Regions from separate parts of the Zea mays genome. Here region 1 is linked to region 2. Evidence: chromatin contacts called from public HiChIP or PLAC-seq data. All regions are on one chromosome and are shown on one strand. Each heading gives the region's core, a stretch centred on a gene start, on an enhancer-like site or on the middle of the called end of the contact. The rest is flanking DNA. Distances are from core to core; before and after follow the strand shown. Region 1 holds the start of LOC103650264 (putative pentatricopeptide repeat-containing protein At1g10330). Region 2 holds the start of LOC103650266 (putative cyclic nucleotide-gated ion channel 9).

What was found. HiChIP or PLAC-seq counts read pairs in DNA pulled down with a chosen protein or histone mark.
Region 1: a contact with region 2 is called in an H3K4me3 HiChIP or PLAC-seq map of leaf, with 6 times the contacts expected there. The contact joins the promoter of LOC103650264 here to the promoter of LOC103650266 in region 2. A contact is called at or near these places in 4 of 25 Hi-C or Micro-C datasets (leaf, root tip and an unstated tissue) and 1 of 3 datasets of contacts at active chromatin or transcription factors (leaf).

The regions. Positions count from the first base shown.
Region 1 is chr3:113,463,476-113,469,676 of Zm-B73-REFERENCE-NAM-5.0, forward strand. LOC103650264 (putative pentatricopeptide repeat-containing protein At1g10330) reads left to right here and starts at 2,120. Exons shown (of 2, transcript XM_035966266.1): 1 at 2,120-4,205; 2 at 4,603-5,013. The coding sequence starts at 2,120. The coding sequence ends at 4,195. LOC103650263 (pentatricopeptide repeat-containing protein At5g16640, mitochondrial) reads right to left here and starts at 2,536. Exons shown (of 3, transcript XM_008675869.3): 1 at 1-2,536. The coding sequence starts at 2,104.
Region 2 is chr3:112,550,509-112,557,141 of Zm-B73-REFERENCE-NAM-5.0, forward strand. LOC103650266 (putative cyclic nucleotide-gated ion channel 9) reads right to left here and starts at 5,104. Exons shown (of 1, transcript XM_008675875.3): 1 at 2,438-5,104. The coding sequence starts at 4,923. The coding sequence ends at 2,689. It overlaps LOC100382049, which reads left to right. Exons shown (of 17, transcript NM_001366764.1): 11 at 66-383; 12 at 464-535; 13 at 610-711; 14 at 828-989; 15 at 1,200-1,289; 16 at 1,376-1,537; 17 at 1,694-2,577. The coding sequence ends at 2,005.

The DNA of each region.
Region 1 (6,201 bases), core at 870-3,369, 910 kb after region 2:
CACCCACTAGGGCCAACTGACTGTCAACCTTTTGACATAATTTAAGATCAGGAATTAAATTTCTCTGGAACATGCGGCAGGCCACATTATATGATTGAAGTGGGAGTCCTCTGTTCAGAAAACTATCCATCAAAATGTGGCATGTTTGAGCATCTCTTTTTGAGGCACTTCTTAGTACCTTGCTGAGCAGATTGTAAGCCTCACTAAGTTTACCAAATGCACATAGCTTTTCGATGACCTGATTATATGCACTACTAAACCCTTGTTTTGTTAACATCTTATCCAGCAGATTGAGTAAATCTTCCACCGCACCCTTTTCACAATACCTATGTATCACAGTCCTGTATGTGACAGGTGTAGGGAGCAAACCTCTGTTAAGCATTTTCTCTACAAGCGCTGTTGCTTCTTTCATTTTACCTTTCCTTCCTAAAGCATCAACAACAACAGTGTATGTAACAACATCAGGATGCCTGTTGGTGAGATACATGTCATCCAGTAAAGATAGTGCTGATTCCAGATCACCCTGCCGAGAAAATCCATGGATTACAGTTGTGAAATTAACAACATTAATAAAGCAGCCCTTGCTTTGGCACTGCTCCATGAAGTCTTTGGCACGTGCTGGTTTTTGTTCCTTGCATAGCGCGTGAATCAACAAGTTAATCTCCACAGCCGTGGGGAAGAAACCCTTCTGCAACATCTGCATTACCACATCACATGATTCCACTAGCTTCCCTTCCCTCCGAAATCCATGCATAATAACACTGTATGTGATACCACTTGGAGTCCACCACTCTTCTTCGCTCTTGTTTAGCAGTTCCCATGCTTCTGAAGATTTCCCAACTTTGCAAAGCCCATTTAACAGTGCAGTATGTGTGACTGTATTTGGCTTGCAACCATTCTTATACATATGCTTCATCATCTTTCTTGCTTGATCGAGTTCCCCAATCCGGCAGAATCCATCTACAACCGCACTATAAGTTACAACATCAGGGCGGCACCCCTTTGAAATCATCTCGCCTATAATTTCCTTTGCCTCTGACATCCTACCATTCAAGCAAAACGAATGCACAATCGCACTATAGCCAACCTGATCAACACGGAATCTTTTCCCCTCTGACTCCCTCAAGAAAGTCAACGCCTCATCTGCATGACCATGCTTTGCAAGGCCATGAATAAGCATGTTATACGTGATCTGATCAGGAAATATACCTGCATCATTCCTCATCCTCTCGAGCAAATTCCACACCTCTGCCACCCTTTTCTCCTTACACAAGAAGCTCATCACTGTAAAGTAGCTAATCTTATCTGGCGGGCACCCATTTTGCAGCATTGAGCCAATCATCTCCAATGCCTCAACAATCCGCCGAGCACCGCATAATCCCTTGATTAGGCAATTGTATGTGACCACGTCCGGATCGACCCCAACACGCCTCATCCTTTCCGCAAACTCGAGCGCCTTGTCAACACGTCCGGCCACAACAAGCACGTTCACAGCCACGTTGCATATACATATGTCGGGCGCGCACCCATCTTTCTGCATGAGCTGGAGCACGCGCATGGCGGAGCGGAGCTTCCCGGCGCGGCTGTACGAGAGCATGAGGTGTGCAAACTGCCGCGTGCCCCGGCGTATACCACGCCGGATCATGAGGCGCACGACGCGGCGCGCCGGGTCGTGGAGCCTGGTGCGGCTGAGGAGCGCCAGCATTTCGTCGAACACCTCCGGGGCGTGACGGTATTTCCACTGGCGGTCGGCCCAGCGAAAGAACTCGAACGCAGCGCGGGCGTCCCGCTGCGCCTGCGCGCGCAGCACGGCGCGGACCTGCGATGGCGTCAGCGCGCGGAGGAAGTGCCGGAGCTGCGCCTCCAGCTTGGCGCTCCACGAGTCCCGGAGCTCGAGCAGCCTGCAGGTGTCGCGCACGAGGTGGCTGCGCAACTCCTGCGCGAGGTCATATTCAACGCCAACGGTAGTCTCGTATGCGGCGGGATCCGGCGCGATCTCACCGGCGGCCGCCGAGGATGTGGCGGTGGTACAGAGCCGGTTGTGATGGAACATGCGGTGGCATCGGCGCGAGAGCAATGGGTTGTTGGTTAGGTGCCTGAGCATAGCTTGTGCTCGTGCATGCGAGAGGCCAGCGCCTGGGATTATGTGAGTAGTTGGCAATGGCAGAATGCCGCCGCCGCCGGCCGCCACGAGCGGAGTCCCTACACGCCGCTGCTACGCCTGGAAGTGGATGCGCAGGGGCTCGCTGGCCGGACTGGAAGAGAAAGCTGCTGGCCGCGGAGGGAGAGATGGGCTGGCCGGAGTGGGAGAGAGCACTGTGGGTCAAGGAGCAGCGCGTGCACCTGGAAGAGGCGGCGCGGGAACGGAAGTGCTCCTGGAGGAGGCGTACGAGTACGAGGAGGAGCGCCGCATGGGCGCACGCCGCCGCCCGGTCCCAGAGACCTCGCCGCCGCCGCCGCGTACGAGTACAAGGAGGAAGCTGCTTCTTTGTTGGGCCCAGTACGAGTACGAGAAGGAAGCTGCTTCTTTGTTGGGCCGATCGGCTCAGTCCGCTCCGTCCAGCGGAGCTGTCTGGTGGGCTGCGCCAATTCGGGCCCACGGAGAGGAGCCCCGCGCGCACTCGCCGACTCGCGGCGGAGACGTCAAGCTCTGGCGGGAGGAGGCGGCGGTGGCGAGAACCCTGGGCCCGCGCGGCGGCGTGCGCCCATGCGGCGCTCCTCCCCGTACTCGTACGCCTTCTTCGAGCGCCTCCTCCAGGAGCACTTCCCATTTCCGCGCCGCCTCTTCCAGGTGCACGCGCTGCTCCTCACCTCTGGCGTGCTGCTCCTTGACTCACAATGCTCCGCGGCGGCCTTTCCTTACAACTGCCTCGCCCACGCGCACCGCCGCGTCCCCGCCGCCTCCTCTTCGCGCCCCCCGTCCGCCCCACTGCGCCTCTTCTGCGCTATGCTCGCCCGCGGCGCGCGCCCCAACTGCCACTCCTTCCCGTCCCTCCTCATGTCCGCCTCCGCGTCCGCCGCGGCGGCGCTCCACGCGCAGTGCCTCCGCCGCGGCCTCGCGGCTGACTGCTTCGTCGCCTGCTCGCTCGTCAGCGTCTATGGCCGAACGGGACACCCGTCTTGCGACGCGCGCAAGGTGTTCGACGAGATGGAGGGTCCCCCGGACCTGGCCTCCTGCAACGCACTGCTCGACGCGCTGTGCCACGCCGGGGACCTGGACGGTGCCGGGGACTTCTTTGAGCGGATGGCGGTGAGGGACCCCGTGTCGTGGACGACGCTCGTGTCTGGGCTGTCGCGGGGCGGACGCCACCGGTGCGCTCTCGAGGTGTTCAGGGGATTTTTGCTGGGTAACGTGGGACGACGGCTCGAGGAAGCAACGCTGGTCAGCGTTTTCTCGGCCTGTGCCAACGTTGACGGCGGTGAGGGTCTTGCCGCGGGCATGGCTGTCCACGCATACCTCATCCGTCATGAGATTGAGCTCACTGCGTTCCTGGGCACAGCCCTGGTTGACATGTATGGGAAGCATGGGAGGATTGGCTTCTGTAAGAGTGCTTTTGCGGTCGTCTGCACGAAGGAGGTTTGCACGTGGAATGCGCTGTTATCAGCATTGGCTAATCACGGGAAGGAGACTGACGCGCTGGTGAAGTTCGACATGATGAGGGGTGAAGGCTTCTTGCCGGATCAGATAAGCTTTCTTGCTCTTCTGACGGCTTGTGCTCGTGCAGGATTGGTGGAGGTTGGGTTATACTGGTTCGACGCAATGGTTGCTGAATACAAGGTGGTACCGTTGATGATCCATTATGGATGTGTTGTGGACCTCTTAGGCCGTGCTAGCCGTTTTGGAGAAGCCATTCAGGTTATAGAGAGGATGCCCTTCGCGGCTGATGCTTCTGTGTGGGGTGCTCTTCTTGGGGCTTGCAAGCTCCATGGAAATGTGGAGCTTGCAGTGGAGATTGGGCAGAAACTAATGTCTCTTGGCCCCCAGCAATCCGGTCGGTATGTGACTATTAGGAATGTCTATTTAGAAGGCGGGAATTGGCATGCTGGCGCAAGAATGGGAGAGGTGATGCTGGAGGCTGGAATCAAGAAAACAGTAGGGCAGAGCAGTGTGGTGCTTCATGGCACTGACATTCCTTCATCACCGTTCACTGCAAAATGTGCTGGTCAGGAATGGATGAACTTTTACGATTCTTAACAGATAAATGGTATTGTTGCTGTCGTAGATAAAATGATTGTGTAACTTTATACTAAAGAGTAAACATAGAAGATAGTGGAATTTGGCCTTTGTTTGAATACTAAAGTTGTAGCTTATGTTTTGTAGATGCTCATAGAGTACTTAGTTGTTGTTGTAGCTACTGCAAAATTAAAGATACAAAAAAAACCAGCAACAGTGTCGTTTTCACCGGGTTTTCAGATGGATTAAGGAGCACTATGTCAATTACTTGTAATACACTATATGAGATGTTTGTATTGAGTTGTACATTATAAAACAGGTGGTAGTGCTCTAGAGTGCTCCTAGTGCTTTTGGCATCTTCAATGAAGACAAGTGAATTATAGCGGTTTGCTACCGTTTTGACTTGTTATTTTCATCACTGCTGTTAGGACCATACTTCGTCGCCGAAGGTCCTGCAGAAAGAAACAGCTTCGGATGAAGCTGCTCGTACGTGACGCCGAAGGCACCATTTATCAAGCTTCGGTATTACAACATATCCGAAGATGAAGGGTCGAACCGACTTAAAGATATAATGATCTTTTAGTCCATAAGGGTCTGAGTCATTGTTGTAAACTTTTATGAGGGGCATGATTGTAATTCCTCACAGGCTGTGTCCTGTGCCTATAAATAGTGAACAGTATTCCTTTACTGTTCACGGATTCCTGTAATTGCAAACGCATCACTCGGGAATTATTGTTTGTACCTAAACGTTATAGTGAAACATCTTAGATTCATGTAATAAGATATGTAAATGATGTCATTTATTTCCAATATATTTATCTTTAATGTTTCACGTTTTACATTACTTTGTATTATCTTTATAAGTCTAATTACGAAGGTGAAACCTTCGTGATATTATGCTCGTGACCTTCGTCCGAAGTTCATTAAATCCTTGTGGAGATAATGCTTCGGCGGACGAAAGGCTTTGATATTTAACATTTTATATTGTCTTGTTCTTAATTCATAGCATTTGAGAACAAGTCACCAACAACTGCACCTTAATATTCAACAGTTTATCGTGAAATAAACATGAACTTGATGTTGATCATTCTCTTAGCGTGTGATTGGTATCTGGGCTTGACGGCACCGGGCTCGCTGCGGCATGGGCGAGTAGGGAACCTCCCTCCCCACGTCTCCACTCGTGCAGCCGAACAGGCCATTTTAAAAACGTTTGGGTTGTATCCGTCAACGCATGCCAGCCTCGACGCATGCAGCCTATTACAAAATATTTGTATAACATATGATCAACCTCTGACAGTTATTCTCAAGGGACACACCCCTTGGGAGACACTGTATCTACTTGTATATAAACAAGGATCTCTGCAATAAAGATGACAGTTACTTGTCTCTGCCATTATGTCTCTTACTCTACTTTCTTTACCACTGAGCACTGAGTATATTTTAACACGTTATCAGCACCCGTCTCTACACTGGGCGAAGAAGGCCATAGAATCATCGGACACAAGCATGGAACATCAGAAAAAAAAAACTCGCGAGATCATCATGGCGATGATCGTTGTTTTCTTCTTGGTGGATGATGTTCGTTGCATCCACACCAAGACAAGATGGCATGCAGGAACACTACGTTGGCAATCAGCAGTGTTCGGACGATGGCTGGGGCGAGGCGATCGGTGGCCAGTAAATCCAACTTGACAGATCTCCCTAGCGCATGTATCTTCCATACAGCAGGGCAACGGAGGCCACTTGAGAGATCTCCAAGCAAGACGGCAGAGGCCAGGGAATCAAAGATCTTGGCGCCGCTGCTCCTGCATTAAAAACGAGTACGTTCTGTCTACCACTACATTAGTGATCTGGGCCATCTTTCTGTTGCCGATGACGTAGCGCATACTAGGGCTACACATAATTGGACACGCCCGCGCGACTGTGGCAGCGGCTTGCGCGCCGGCGCTGGGGACGGCCTGACCGCGCATCCAGGGCTGCAGCGCCCGCGCTGGGGGCGAGGCCAGCGCCGCCCAAACCTGTGCCAA
Region 2 (6,633 bases), core at 3,854-6,353:
CGTTAGTTAACAAAAGATTGTTTATATGCTCATTGATCCATCTTGACCTTTTGCATGATATGTAGCTTCTCATCCGGGAGTGGCCTAATGTTCTGTCACTGTTGGGGGGTCTTATTGTAATCAAGACACTGATAATCACCGCAATTGGGCCTAGAGTCGGGTTAACTCTTAAAGAAAGTGTAAGGATAGGGCTGCTACTTTCTCAAGGAGGCGAGTTTGGATTTGTGGTGTTTTCTTTGGCAAACAGGCTCGGTGTCCTACCACTTGAGTTGAATAAACTGCTTATAATTGTTGTTGTGCTGTCGATGGCATTAACTCCCTTACTCAATGAAGTTGGAAGAAGAGTAGCAGGGATGATTGATGAAAGATCTGAAGAAAAAGAAGTATGTAACTGCAATCATTAATACATTCACATTGACCATTAGCATATTTTTCTTGTGAACTCTAAGATGCTCTTTTGCAGAAGCCTGCTGAGATGGTGAATTATGGTGCCACTGAACCTGTTGTAATTCTTGGTTTTGGAGAGATGGGACAGGTGTCTATGTCTTGCATGATATTTCTTTTCTTGCGTCATTTGAGTGCATACCATAATTTTTCGTGTTTGTGCAGGTGCTTGCTAAATTTTTATCTGCACCATTGTCATTTGGAATTGAGAAAGACACAGAAGGATGGCCATATGTTGCATTCGATCTGAATCCTGTTGTTGTAAAGGTTGGAAATAAGAAAGCATTTTGGTATAATGATTAATGCATCTTCCCTTCTCTCACAAAAGGTGGATTGATGTGTCTTCATGCATTTAACTAAGCTTATTTGTTCTCTCCTATCAGTCAGCTAGAAAATCAGGATTTCCTGTGCTATTCGGAGATGGTTCACGCCCTGCAGTTCTGCAATCTGCTGGCATAACGTTTCCAAAAGCTATCATGGTTATGTATACTGGAAAGGAAAAAACAATTGAGTCTGTAAGCAGATTGCGTCAAGCTTTCACTGCGGTAAGAACTCCAAAGCGAAACTGCATTATTCGTTGAGGAAATTTCTGGATTTATTTACCAAGTTGAGACATGCTATGGTAGCAGCATTGGGCAAGAACACAGTTTTTTTAGATTTAGGAGGGAGGACCCTTACTGTTATATAGAAACCAAGAAAGAGTAAAAAGCATGCAAATTAACAAACATTATTGCCAATACCTTCTGCTTTAACAGGTTCCGATATACGCTAGAGCTCAAGACCTCTCACATTTGTTAGATCTTAAGAAAGCAGGCGCAACAGACGTTGTCCTGGAAAATGCCGAGGTAATTTTGTAAACAAATTCTGTGTTTACAGAGCAGCATATAAGAATTCATGCGATCACTTTTCTCTGGTCAATCTTTCGCTGCAGACCAGCTTGCAGCTAGGTTCAATACTTTTGAAAGGACTGGGCGTCATGTCTGATGATGTATCCTTCTTGAGTAAGCTTGTGAGGGACTCAATGGAGCTACAAGCTCAGGAAGCACTGAAAGACATTGGGGACCAAGAAGTTGATATTATGAAGCCTCTTCAGGTTCGTAAAATCTGAAAAAACATTCTCAAATTCATAGCATTTTCCCTTATGTGCCCTTTTTTTTTCTTAATGAACGGATACACAGCTCTCCTACGTGTTTGAGAAAAAAACCCATAGCATTTCCATTTCTCATCTGAGCTAAATTCCTTCTTGCAGGTAAGAGTGTCAGATTTAGTGGAGAGCAATGGTAATAGTTCAAGAATGGTAGCCCCAGAGCAGTCGTTAAGTCTAAGTAGCCGCCCAGACATAAAGGCAATAAAACCACCAGTGGCGAATGGGATACCTGATATGAAGGTGGAAAATGACAAGACAGGATACGATTTTGACAGGGTGGATTCTGAAAATGGTGTGACATACTGTCTATTGGAATCTGATGACCAAAGCGATGAAGCCTCCAGTACAAGCAAGGAAATGATCGATCAGTCTGCTGATACAAGGGTTAATGTCAATGATAAGAAGATACTCTAGCTCTACTTGTAGGATCAAGTTCATTGGTGATTGGCTGATCGCTGGGCTGATCAGAACTGCCGCATTTCTTGCAGCTCCTATAGGTTTCTTGAAGCACTTCTAAAGACTGCAATACTGCATTTAAGTTCCTGGTACATGGAGTCCTACAGAATAGCAACCATAAACACTTGTGTCATGTGGAGATATTGCGGAACCGACCAGCCGTGCAGCAAATCTAAAGGCTGAAAATACTGAGCTTGAGTTGTGCAGGTGTACAGCAGATCTAAAGCCATGCAGCAACCATAAACAGTTGAAGATTTTCAGCTGGCAAATTTGCCAACGCAGCTGAGTGCATGCATGGCTTTGGCAGGATCCGGTTGTAACTAGCAACATTTCAGAATTTAGAATATCATTTTTTCACAGCTCAGATTATATTTGACTGAAGCCACAACATAATAAAGGGACTTCCATTGATAGATACATTCTTGTACAATATCTGTATCTGATTCCTAGTGTGTACTAGATGGTACATACCTGAGCAGTTTATTATGTATCATCATCATCCAATAAAGTGCTGAACTAAATTTTGGGTATTGATCAATCCAGTAAACCATAATAGCCTCTGCTCTGACGAATTATTCACAAATAATGGGGAGAATTAAATACATACCATGTCTCTTGGTGCCAACCAAGCTGGATGCAGATCAGTAGTCCATGGAGCCGAAATCCGGCTCCGGCGGCCTGGGAAGCATGATGAGGCTGTCGGCCCGGACGGATCGCTGGCGCTGCACGCCGCGCATGGCGTTCTTGGCGAAGCGCGACACGAGGAGCGTGGTCTTGAACCTGCTCGTGGAAACCCCGGACGAGTCGGCCTCCATCTCCTCCTCCCGGCGCCGCTGCTCGGCCGCCTTCCGCTTGAGGTACCTCCTCCATGCGGCCTGTATGAAGCAGGAGGCCCAGGTGCGCCACTGCTGCGAGTAGAAGCGGAAGGTCTGCTGCAGCTGCTTGCTGTGCAGGCGCCGGAACTGCCCCGCCACGAACTTGAGCTCGTCAGCGCGCAGCGCGAACGCCTCCACCTCGGAGATGGCCCTAACGGTGCGCGTGGACAGCGGGAAGTTGGCGCCGGCCTTTGGGTCGAGCGCCCACGTGAGTAGCTCCTCCCCGCAGAAGTCGCCCTCCTTGAGCAGCCCCCGGTTGTAGAACCCCATCCGGCCGCCGTCGGTGGTGGAGCTCTCGAGGCGGCCGCGAATGATGAAGAGCATCTCGTCGACGGGGTCCCCCTCGCGCACGATGTAGGTGGACTCGGTGCAGAGGCTGGGCTTGAGGCGCTCGCAGATAGCGTCGAGGAGGCGCTCGTCCATGTTGGCGAAGAGCGGGACGCGGCGGACGAGGCGGAGGCAGAGGTGCCGCTTGACGTCGCGGCGCAGGTCCTTGGGCAGGCTGCGCACGAGGCTGTCCTCGTCGACGCCGCGCGTCTCGAGCCACTTGTACTGGTTGTGCCGCCACACCCGCTCCCGGAGCTCGTCGGGGAGGACGCGGTGGTGCATCCACTGCTCCGAGTCCCTGCGCTTGAGGCGCATCTCCTCCAGGCGCAGCGTCATGGACTGCAGGTACGTCTGCATGTTGCCGATGAGGAGCGCCATGAGGATGAGGCCCAGCAGCGCGAGCGTGATGGAGAAGAGCTGCTCCCCCTTGTAGTGGGTCGTCTCCAGGCCCTGGCCGATGGTGCTCAGGTTCTGCAGGCCCCACCAGAGGCAGAAGAGGATCTTGGCCGTCAGGTTCTCCGTGGAGTAGACGCCCGACTGGATGGCCGTGGTGTAGATGCCGTAGGGGAACCCCGTGCCGCTGCCGTCGACGGGGGCGCACTCCTGCGCCAGCACCTGCCGGATCATGGTGCGCCACTCGAGGAAGCCCGACTGGCCCTGGCTGCCGCCGCCGCAGTACATGTAGGTGCGGCACTGGTGGAAGTTGAGGTTGGTGCACTTGTCCCGCCAGCAGTCGTCCAGCCGCTCGATGGCCAGCAGGTACCAGAAGGCCCCCACCATGTGGCTGGCCAGCATGTAGAGCAGCAGGTAGAAGGCGGCGCCGCCGAAGGCCGTCTCGGCGAACACCCCCGTGGTGCGCTTCAGCTCCGAGGTGATGGGGTAGAAGCGCACCAGGCGGGGCACGTACTGCGACAGCACCGTGAAGAGCAGCGCGTTCTTGGTGGGCAGCAGGTCCGCGCCCTTGGGCCGGTTGAGGAAGTTCCAGATGGAGACCTGCGGCAGCGGCAGCACGGACAGCAGGTCGACGGCGAAGAATCGGCGCAGGTAGCGGCGCGCGATGGCGGACGAGTCGATGACCAGCTCGCCGCGCCCGAACACGCGCGACGACGGCGCGATGTACGCCGTCCGGAACTGCAGCGCGATCCGCGCCAGGTAGAAGGCGTCCACGGCGGTGCGCACCACGGTGGCGACGGTGGCCAGGTTGCGGTCGAAGCCGATGCAGGTGTTCTTGTCCGTGTACTTGACGGCCAGGAGGTAGAGGAAGAGCGGGTCGATGGCCACGGACACGATGCACGCGAAGACGAAGGCGCGGTTCATGCGCGCCAGGAACGCGTCCTGCGGGTCGAACACCTGCTGCGACATCTTCCGGAAGTCCTCCTGGAACACGAGGCCGATGCTCCTCAGCCGCTCCGACCGGTTCATCACGCCCGCCGCCACCCGAACCGACCGCGCACGGAACTTGGCGGCGGCCGCCGCCGGGTTGCCCGAGAAGTAGCTGTCCATGTGGAACCCGCCGCCGTGCCCGTGCCCGTGCCCGTGCTCCATGCTGGCACCGCCGCCGCTGCCGGAAGTGGGGCTGGACGCCGAATCCGCCGGCGCGTCTGCCTCGACGAGCCTCACGAACTTCTCCCTGCGCCCGTTGATGAACTGGGTCCGGTAGCCGCACCCGAACATCTATCGCCTTCTTGCTCCCGGACTACGGGACATCATCTATCCAACACCACTGATCGGGACGGCGCCAGTTTACTTGGTCGATCGATGATGCAGCAGGCAACAATTAAGTTGCTCGATCTCTTCTCCGATCCTCGTCCCTCGATCGATCTTGCAGGAAGGAGCGCCGCGCGTGAAAGAAGGCGAGGCCGTGAGCGCAAGTGACGGCGGTTAAAGAATACGCGAGGCACCTAAAAATGGACGTGAAAATTTGTATGTTCCTCATAGTTTTTAGAGATTTTTACATCCGTCCCCATTGCTAAAAAATTATTCTCCAAAACATTATATTGAGGACTGCTGGGAAAAAAATCTACTAAGAGTTAGTTTGAGAGCTACATTTTCTTAATAGATTTCTATTTTTATCAAATGAAAAATGAACTAATTTCACTTAATAAAATAAAAATCCTTTTGAAAAATAGTTCCCAAACTAGCCATAAAAATACTTAACTCACATCAGAATACTAATAAGTAGTTCTTAAAACTTTTAAAGGCCAAGTCATCACCCCATGGTGTTGCTGCATCACGCGTATTTAAGTTGTTGCATCACACATTCATGTTGAGCTCTTGGGTGGTTGACGAGAAAGAAGGCCGGTGTGACCATCGCGTTGGACAGAGAGGGCGAGGCGAGCGGTGACCGCAGCGGGGACTACAGACGCCGACAGAGAAGAGGTGGGCAAATCCGACAGAGAAGAGGACATGCTCTCACTCGCTGCGCGGTCAGGGTGGCGCCGAGGAAGAAGCGCGACATGGCCCGAGCGAGAGGAGGCGAGGAGAATGATAGCGCGTGGAGGTGGATTGCGGACGATGTTCCCTCGCGGATATTTGAAGGAGATTAGAACTGGAACGAGGGATGCTTGTAATTTGGGGAAAGGAAAGGGGAACTGTTGAACGAAGGAAATTTTAGTTTTCAACCTAAAAACAGATTTTCGGATTGGTTTTAGTGTCCTCTTGGAGATGCTTTCGCTGCTCAGTTTTCTCCTTAGATTTATGGATTTAAAAAATAACGAAATGACAAACTAAGGGTATGGATTTAAATAACTAGATTTTAAACGTGCTCAGTCTTGCCTCTATTTGTTACACGCGTCCTCGTGGGTGCCCTTACGGAGCGTTTCCGTCCACCCGGGCCGTCACTAACAGCGCTGGTCCACCTCTTCGCCTCCGCTCCGACTAGCTGGGTCCACTGTTAGGAGCCGAATTGTTCCCGTTTGCGCCTGACCCTCTCCAGCCATTTTTGCCGCCGCTCCACGTGTCGTAGGCCAAACATTTCGATCCCACAGCACCCAAGACTGCAAAAATAAGCTTAAATAAAATCGCTTTATTATTGTACAAATAACATTCACGTAGTATAATGGTGTGTCATAGCTCGGTAGTTTGTAAGGTGTTGGGTTCCTTGATGCCTTGGCCCACTTTTTGCATCTTTTTTTCTTCTCGTGAACAAAATAGCCTACACTATGGCATCTATTCATAATTTTGTATAATCTTCTAAGTTTTTTTATCCCAAACAACTAAGACCAAATTATGACTCTATACCAAGTTTCACTATTTTTTTGACTATATTTAGTATTTATTTATTTTTGGCTTAAAAAGACATTTAAACCATATAAATTAGTAAATAATCAAAAGGGGCATCTTTACATGAAGTAAGTTAATAACATTTAGATGAACTAATGGTGC